3 separate regions of the Mus musculus genome follow, and all the other regions are linked to region 2. Evidence: chromatin contacts called from public HiChIP or PLAC-seq and promoter capture Hi-C data. All regions are on one chromosome and are shown on one strand. The core of a region is the stretch at or near the end of the contact, and the rest is flanking DNA. Distances in the headings are between cores, read along the strand shown. Region 1 overlaps Vps13b (vacuolar protein sorting 13B). Region 2 holds the start of Cox6c (cytochrome c oxidase subunit 6C). Region 3 overlaps Vps13b (vacuolar protein sorting 13B).

Region 1 (2,714 bases), core at 190-2,689, 320 kb before region 2:
TTCATAAAGGTAATATTCTGGAAATCCATTCCATCTTAAAGTAAGTGCACATTTCAAGTTCATTTCCACTTTAATGTTAAAAATCTGTGCTAAGTCTTTCATCTTATTTTAAGACTTTCTCCCTTTTGGAAATATTTTTGTCCTGGTTACTAGAAAGCTAGTCAAGTGATCCTAGGGAATGTATTTGTGGTATTAGAAATGTTGGTAAACTCTAAGGACAATGACAGATCATTAGCGGTATATTATAGAAATAGAATGCATTAGCACAGTTGGTGAAAATACAGCAGAACATGATTAGCCCTGTGATAACTTTGTTTTCCTAAGATAGTTCAAAGCAAGTGTTCACTGCTATTCTCCCTCTATCCTTCCCTACCTCTCCCCTTCCTCCTCCCTCCCTCCTCTGTGTATGTGTGTATGTTTGTGTGTGTGTGTGTGTGTGTGTGTCTGTCTGTCTGTCTGTCTGTCTGTCTCTTACTTTGATGTAGGGCCTCACGATTGTAGCCCTGGTTCTCCAGGAACTTGCTGTGTTGACCAGCTTGGTTTCATACGATCTGAAGAGAAACCAGAGTATGACCAGCTTGGTTTCAAATTCACAAAGATCTGCTAGTCTCTGTGTGCTGAGTGTCAGATTTAAAGGAGTGCCCTGTCATGTCCTTCTACTGCTTTCATTCACACACACACACACACACACACACACACACACACACACACACACACACACAATATTACTACAAGGAATTGTAGATACAGAATTCAACAATTTTAAGATAGTTTTATTTTAAAACTGACCATTACCAATGATACAGTTGAGCATAATATGTCAATCATCCCAAAGTTGCAATTATTCTTTTTCTACCTCTTGGCACAAGCAAACACTGACCTGCTTTTTTCCCCCGTAACATTGTCTGCTCTGGATATTTTAATAAACTAGAATCATACAGTATACAGTCTTTTACTTCTGACATTACTCACCCAGTATAACAGATTTTTGAGATCCTCACATCACGTGGTATATATTAGCATATTCTTTGTATTTGCATTGACAAGGAAAGTCCAATTGTGCATTTATGTTGTTATGCCCAAGTTGCAGGTATCTGAAGACTACCAAGGAGTCAGTTCAATTGTAGAACTCATAAAGGTCTTTAATGAGCTTGTGAGCAAGCTCTCTCAGACTCTCACCATAGCACCTGGTCAGAGTGAGAGCCCAAGTCTATTGTGGTAACAGCAGACTTAGGGGTTTTTCATTATGGGTCAACAAGTTAATATTTTTAAAACTGCATTTCTGGTGTAATCTACACAAACCGAACAGGACTACAAAACCTCCTGATGAGCAGCATGGCTAAGTTATCTATTCTCTTCGGGAAGTCTTCAGTTATCTCTATGTACTGTGATCCCACCATTGTATCCTGACTGGCTGTTGCTAAGGGGAGTGGATTGCCATAGGATGTTTGCTTTTGTGGACTTTGTGATTTTCTTCAGGGAATTGGAGTTTAGCTGCTGGTCTTATGCAAATTGGGTTTGTTAAAAACACAGAGTTGATTGGGCTTGACAATGTCACATCTCCTTTCTGTTTGCCAGTTGGTATTGGTTGCAGTGGTAACAGTTCTTGCCTTTGCTGTGCTTTTATGACCATGGAGGTGTGCATATACTCTTGTGAAAGAATACCATACACATGTATTTCTTTCCCTTGTAGATGGCATTAATACTATTTTATTTTTGAGTTCCTTAGTATATTTGCTAGAACTCTTCAAGTGTCCTATAGAGAGTGGACATACTTACTTTTTTTTCTAATCCTTGGAGAATGTGTACAGTTACTCAATATAGAGTATGATGATAGCTATAACTTAAATGTTCGTTTTGGGGGTAGATACCAGTGATCCTCAAGGTTCAGTTTAACTCACTCTTTGCATGTTTGGGCCTTGTTTGTTTGTAGACTGAAAGTACAAGGCAGGGCCTGAGCACTCACAGGGAAGGAACAAAGGCCAGAGTTCCCAGCAGGCTAAAGACATCCTACTAGGTAGTCTCTCATGTTTCCTCGCATGCATGTTGGGAATTTTTTCTAAGAGTGCCAGTGTCAACTGTGACGTTTTTAACAAATTTAAATGTGATCTTGTTCCATAATCATCACTTAGTATTTGTTAGAATAAAGTTTGGAAACACATACAAATATACCTATTTATTTAAAGTGAGAATCTGAAATCATTCCAAGTACAGGAGATGATGGTGGCAGAGGTTTAATTTTGTAAACAGCATAGAATTTGATACAGGTTTAAAAATTAGTTTAAAATCAGTTACAGATGATTTAAAGTACTCATTTTTTTCCTTAGTAGGAAAATATTATATCTGGAACAGGCAAGGTGTGCAGGGCGGACCATGTCCTACTATGAAATTATTGTTTCTAGCCAAGTTACCAACTACCCTCTACCTGTATTTATTATATTACCTAAACTCCCAATTTCAGAGTTTCCTGGTTTAGATATTTTGAATGTTCACATTTATCATATATGTATATGGTATTTGATGGAACATTAATATCCACTATGTATGAATATCCACTATTTTTCACTATATATCCACTATTTATTATATATATATATATATATATATATATAGTAGATAGTAAATGTTCCATATATATATATATATATGGAACATTTACTATCTACTATAGTGGCAAAGAGGGTGTTAGGACTTCTATTTCTGTTTTTATTTCT
Region 2 (2,745 bases), core at 167-2,666:
AGCAGTTAAAACTGCTAACACTTTCCCCTCAAGGCTTCTGTATTGGGTAGTATACCAACATTCCCTTGGTGCTCAGATCTCCAGACTTAGAGTAAATTATAACATCAGATTTCTTGGTTGTCAGCTTTACCTTGATACCTGGGAAGAGGGAACCTGTAATGACTGTGGCGCATTTTCATTTGAAGATAGGGTTTCTGTTACGTTGAAGCCTTTGGAAGGTAAATGAGGGAAATATCTTGAAGATAGAGTTTCTTTTTTAAACAGCTCTTAACTAGGTTTAAAAAATAATGTTTTAAACGAACAGCTTGTGACCTAAAGCACATACCTTATAGGCAGCGGCAACTCCCAGGGCCACAATGAATGCGCCAGCAATATGAACCCGCAGACGCTTGGCCAGAAGACCACGCATCTGTGGTTTGGGCAACAGCGCACCGGAACTCATGGTAGCCAATGTCCTTTGCGAGTAAAACAAGGAGGGGAAAAAAAAAAGGCTTGTAACAGGTTAAGTGATTGAATGAACTCTACATGCACAACGTAGTTTAGTATCTACAATCGCGGCCTAACCCCTCCTGCAAGGTCAATGACTTTGGCAACTTCATCTTTGCCCGCTCCTCTCCTACGCATTTCCACTACCCGCAACAAGGCGGTAACCAGCAACAAACCGATGAGCAAAAACCATGACAAAAGTGTCCCCCATCCACAGAAAGGCAGATGCGACCTAGCTGTTGCCTTTTCAGAATTCACCCTTAGGAAGAAAAGCCTTCGGGGAGAACTCAGGTCACTGAAGCTGTGGGACTAGAGCCCAGCAAGCGCCCCGAGGGCCGGTGGAGCAGGCGCGACAGATCGGGGACCCTCCAGCTTCCCAATTCTACTCCCACACCAGGCCGACCACCGGGGCCCCTCGGTGCCTGAGTCCCCTCCAAGGTCGCACCCCTTATCCAACTGGAGCACCAGCCCCCGCAGGTCAAACGACCCAATCAAGGTCAACCTGGCCGCGGCAAAATACAAGGGGAAACGGGCCCGGCCGGCCACCAGCGAGACCCTGAGGCTCCGCAGAGCTCCTCCGGAGCCCTAAGAGCGCACGCGGGGAGATGGCGGGGCCGCCCGAGTTCAGGCCGGTCAGGCCCGCAGCCTCCTGAGGACGCGGCGGGGGCAACGCGCCCACGAGGAAGGCAGGCCCGAGGCTCCACTGGGCTGTGACGTGCAAGACATCCTAGTTCGCCGCCCCCACGAGAAGCCGAGAAACCCGCAGTTGTCAAACCCCAGAATCTCCTCTCTCTCTCCACCATTCTCACCTCTACACCAACGTCCTTCCCGGTTCTCGGAGAAACGGAGAGCCTTCCAGCAGCACGCATGCGCAAGAGTCGATGGAGGACCCGGCGACGGTGGCCTAAGGAGTCCAAAAGTATTCAAGCGCGCATCCAGCCGGTCACAGCTGAAATTTATGCCAGTTACACTATGTCTTTTTTTTTTTTTTTTTTCCCTAAACAGGACCTTGAAAACGAGTCCTGACTACCTACAAAGGTTTCTTCAGTAAATTACAAATATTAATCTTGTCCGGTGTTGTGAACTTATTAAGGAATTCGTATATATTTCACATGTGGGGAAAAAATAATATACTCTATAAAGGCACTACATCATCTGAGAGCTTTTTTTTTCTAAATGCCCAACCTTGAGAAAAGGCATATCTTGGGGGACATGACATTTGTGTCAAAGGATTGCCCAAACCACATGAATAAGCATTTTCATTACAACTACCTCGGCACAATAAACGCTTGGTTTTTGGCAAAGAGCGAGAAAGGCCAATTTCAGAGTTTAACATGTAATTTTAGAACCGATGCTGTGGAACAAACTAGAGATGTGATCCCACTCCACTGCCAGACTCAATGATCTGCTTAACAAATCGTAATGGGTATTTGTGTCGGGTTCTTAATAAAAAATAACGTGTGAACGGGAACAACAGGGATGTTTTTGGAAAGCCGACTAAAGATGACTTTTCGTGCCTTGGGACGTTTATCTTACTTCAGTGACATCAACTAGATTCACAGGTGTTACTTAAGTCAGCTGAGTAAGCCTACTTTATATATATGCAGGGTTTGAGAGGGCTTAGGAACCCTGCTTGAGCAGTGACACATGCACCATCACACTATATGGAGAATAACTGAAGGTGTGAAACCACTGAACTGAACCCATGGTTACAAAGAAAGGTTCACGGGATCAGAGTACCAGGGCTACGGTTAATCCCACCCGGTGAGAATAGTGAAAACGGCTACTGTAAGTTTTGAACCAAATTTAAAACAAGCTTTATTAAGCATTGGCCAGTTCAGTGGACACTGTCAGGTGCATACCTAGGAATCCCAAAATACATCGCCACATTACAACTCAGTCAGAGGCTTATAAAGGCAACCCCCAAAGGGTCAGTACTTCCCACCTTCGTCCAATCAGGGGCACGCTTAGATCCCAATGTATTTCCTTATGAACCTCCAGCCTACCTCCACCTGTGTGTGATCAAGCTTATCCTGTAAAGTTGGGGCAAGTGAGGTTGTTTACAGAAGAGAAAACACCATAGTTCACTATCTTACATAAGTAACAGCCCCCAGCACTCCAGAGATTATCTGCCCTTGGGCAAGTGAGGCTTACAGGTTAGAGGCATGTTTGATTGATAGATCTCTTAAGCCCAGTAATTTAAACTTAGAATACAACTTTAGCCTTCAAGCAGATTTTATATGACAGTGAACAGTCTGA
Region 3 (2,739 bases), core at 85-2,584, 510 kb before region 2:
TCTCACACAAATTTAGCAGCAGTTTTATATATTCTCCCTTCCCCCTCATTTCTTTTTAAGCAATTCACAGCTTAGTCACTGTTGGATTCTTAGGTAGCTTTTAAGGAACTCGTGATTATGTTTGAAAGTTTTCTGTCCCTGCAACTTAGATTGTTCCCCACTGGAGAGTACTGTTATTTTGGTGCCTTGATTTCCAATAATGATTTTTATGATTTCTTTTTCATGCTTCATAGATACTCCAATGCTGCTTACTTACAATAAACCTAAGAGACTTGATTTTAGACTTGATTTTAGTTATTCACGATAAACTTTTTTTTTCCCCTGAAGACAGGGTTTCTCTGTATAGCCCTGGCTGTCTTGGAACTCACTCTGTAGACCAGGCTGGCCTCGAACTCAGATATCCACCTGCCTCTGCCTCCTGAGTGCTGGGATTAAAGGCGTGCGCCACCATGTCCGGCTACACAATAAACTTTTTAAGAGAGTTGGCTTAATTATTTTTTCTCCATATTTATGTAACAGCAGGAAACTATTACAGTCAAGCTATGTTAACATTCCATAGTTGTCTCTTTCTTAACAATCAAAGGAGAACTTTGGATATTATATTGTATTTAGTGATAATCTTATTTTTTAAAATTTTTGTGTCATGTTTTAATTTCTTTAAAAACTATCAGAAAAAATCCTTGATCATAAAGTTACTTTATTTTATGTAGTTGATAATAACACTTTAATTATTTCCATACTTATATATTTATAATGTGAGTCTCTTAGCCAATTTTAACATATGGTTTTAGGATGCCTATGATTAATAAAATTGAAAAGAGTGATTGAAATTTTACTAAAATGACATCATGAAATTAGATTTGCCCATTTTTTAAAAAAGGGTGAAGGGAGGAAATAGTCATATTCTCAGTTACCTAGTTATGTAATTTCTTTTCTAAAATACTCTAGAAATCTCATATGAATGTATCTTGATTATTAGTTGTTTCCATAGTAATTTTCTTAATCTGACTTATTCTAAAGCATAATCATCACAGTAAATATTTTGTAATTCCTAAAATTTTTGTATGTATATTATTTTTGTTTTCTTATTAGAAGTGCTTGAGACATTGTTGGTTTTTACATAATGTCTCATTGTAGGACTTGCCATTGATCTACTGACTTTAGAAGACATCTCCTTCAAACATCTGCTTGATGGTGCTTTACTGTCTCATATTACAGATCCATACCTTGGTAGAGAGTCTGAAGCTTTCTATCACAGACCAGCAGCTACCTATGTTTATCCGTATAATGCAGCTTGGGATTGCTCTGTATTATGGAGAAATAGGCAACTTTAAAGATGGTGAAACAGAAGACCCGCCCTGTCTCAGTAAAGATACACTAGCAAACCTTACAGGTAGGTATAACAGAAACTTAATTTTTAGAACTATTCATTTTTACAACTTAAAACTTTAAAAGTATAGCAAACTGAGGTCTATCAGCAGTAAGTGACCGTTCCAGTCACTGTCTGTCCTGCCAGCATTTGCTGAAGCCAGCATGTTTTCATTTGTCACCATTCTGAAGATTGTGTTATCATAGCTTATGGTTTTCACTTGCATAATTTTGATGACTAAATATTTCAAGTGTTTTCACAAGTACCGGCCTTTAGTAACTTCCAGCTTTCCCCTAATGCAACCACAGGGGTCAGCTGCTTCTGTCCATTGGTTGGGTGCAAATGTCTGCCTCTTACTCTTTGAGCTGCTTGTTGGGTCTTTCAGAGGGCAGTCATGCTAGGTCCCTTTTTGTGAGTGCTCCATAGCCTCAGTAACAGTGTCAGGTCTTGGGGCCTCCCCTTGAGTTGGATCCCGCTTTGGGCCTGGAGCTTCTTTTCCTTAGGCTCCTCTCCCATTTCCATTCCTGCAGTGCTTTCAGACAGGAACAATTATAAGTCAGAGTTTTGACTGTGGGATGGCGACCCCATCCCTGTCTTATTGCTGGAGACAGGCTCTACAAGTTCCCTCTCCCTACTGTAGGGCATTTCATCTATTGTCCCTCTCTTTGAGTCCCAAGAGTCTCTCACTTCCCAGGTCTCTGGTATATTCTGGATGGTTCCCTCAAACTCTTAACCTCCTGAGGTTGCGTGTTCTTTCTGCTGGCCCTCAGGGCTTCCAGTCCTTGGAAGGCTGAGGCTGGCTCTGCAGAGTAAGCTGGATAGTCAGAATCTGTAGTAACTGTGAGAACCTGCCTCAAGGAGTGTGGTGCAGACCAAAGGAGAAGATACCTAATGTCAGCCTTGCGTCTCTACACCCCTCACATGTGCTTCCACATTAGAACAGCACATGAACATACATACATGGAAGAAAATATTACTGCTTTCTGGGACCTAAGACAGTAGTTAGGTTTATTTATTTTTATATTTTAATTATTTATTTTATCAGTGGAAGAAAACAACTCTGCTGTTTGCTTCTGGAGGAGTTTGGCTTAATTTTCCTGTTTTTTTTTTTTTTTTTTTTTCTTTTTTCCTTTGCAAAGCCAGATGTGTTCTTTACTGTTTTTTTTTTTATTTAAAATTATTAAAATTAGGTATTTATTTCATTTACATTTTGAATGCTATGCCAAAAGTCCCCCACACGCTCCCCCACCCACTCCCTCACCCTCCCACTCCCACTTCTTGGCCCTGGTGTTCCACTGTACTGAGGCATATAGAGTTTGCACGACCAATTGGCCTCTCTTATCACTGATGGCCGACTAGGGCATCTTCTG

The links. Promoter capture Hi-C pulls out the DNA fragments that hold promoters and counts their contacts. HiChIP or PLAC-seq counts read pairs in DNA pulled down with a chosen protein or histone mark.
Region 1: an H3K27ac HiChIP or PLAC-seq map of extraembryonic endoderm stem cells shows a contact between it and region 2, with 2.7 times the contacts expected there. The contact joins the enhancer-like site here to the promoter of Cox6c in region 2. A contact is called at or near these places in 4 of 39 promoter capture datasets (the 3T3-L1 cell line, frontonasal cranial neural crest, liver and 1 more), 3 of 115 datasets of contacts at active chromatin or transcription factors (extraembryonic endoderm stem cells, large pre-B cells and pro-B cells) and 3 of 9 other capture datasets (adipose tissue, liver and macrophages).
Region 3: a promoter capture Hi-C map of neutrophils shows a contact between it and region 2, with 3 times the contacts expected there. The contact joins the enhancer-like site here to the promoter of Cox6c in region 2. A contact is called at or near these places in 4 of 39 promoter capture datasets (embryonic stem cells, hematopoietic stem and progenitor cells, hippocampal neurons and 1 more) and 3 of 9 other capture datasets (adipose tissue, liver and macrophages).

The regions. Positions count from the first base shown.
Region 1 is chr15:35,614,107-35,616,820 of GRCm38.p6, forward strand. All of the region lies in intron 23 of Vps13b (vacuolar protein sorting 13B), which reads left to right. Among named protein-coding and RNA genes, the nearest start is that of Mir599, 45 kb to the right of the region's middle. Within about 2 kb of position 1,440, at least 4 of the 459 cell types and tissues checked have an H3K27ac peak or open chromatin away from gene starts, as enhancers often do. A contact at or near this core is called in extraembryonic endoderm stem cells, where this site is marked.
Region 2 is chr15:35,936,830-35,939,574 of GRCm38.p6, forward strand. It overlaps Cox6c (cytochrome c oxidase subunit 6C), which reads right to left and starts at 1,417. Exons shown (of 4, transcript NM_053071.2): 1 at 1,296-1,417; 2 at 326-455. The coding sequence starts at 442.
Region 3 is chr15:35,428,892-35,431,630 of GRCm38.p6, forward strand. It overlaps Vps13b (vacuolar protein sorting 13B), which reads left to right. Exons shown (of 62, transcript NM_177151.4): 7 at 1,219-1,393. Among named protein-coding and RNA genes, the nearest start is that of Gm24771, 57 kb to the right of the region's middle. Within about 2 kb of position 1,335, at least 9 of the 459 cell types and tissues checked have an H3K27ac peak or open chromatin away from gene starts, as enhancers often do. A contact at or near this core is called in hematopoietic stem and progenitor cells and neutrophils, where this site is marked.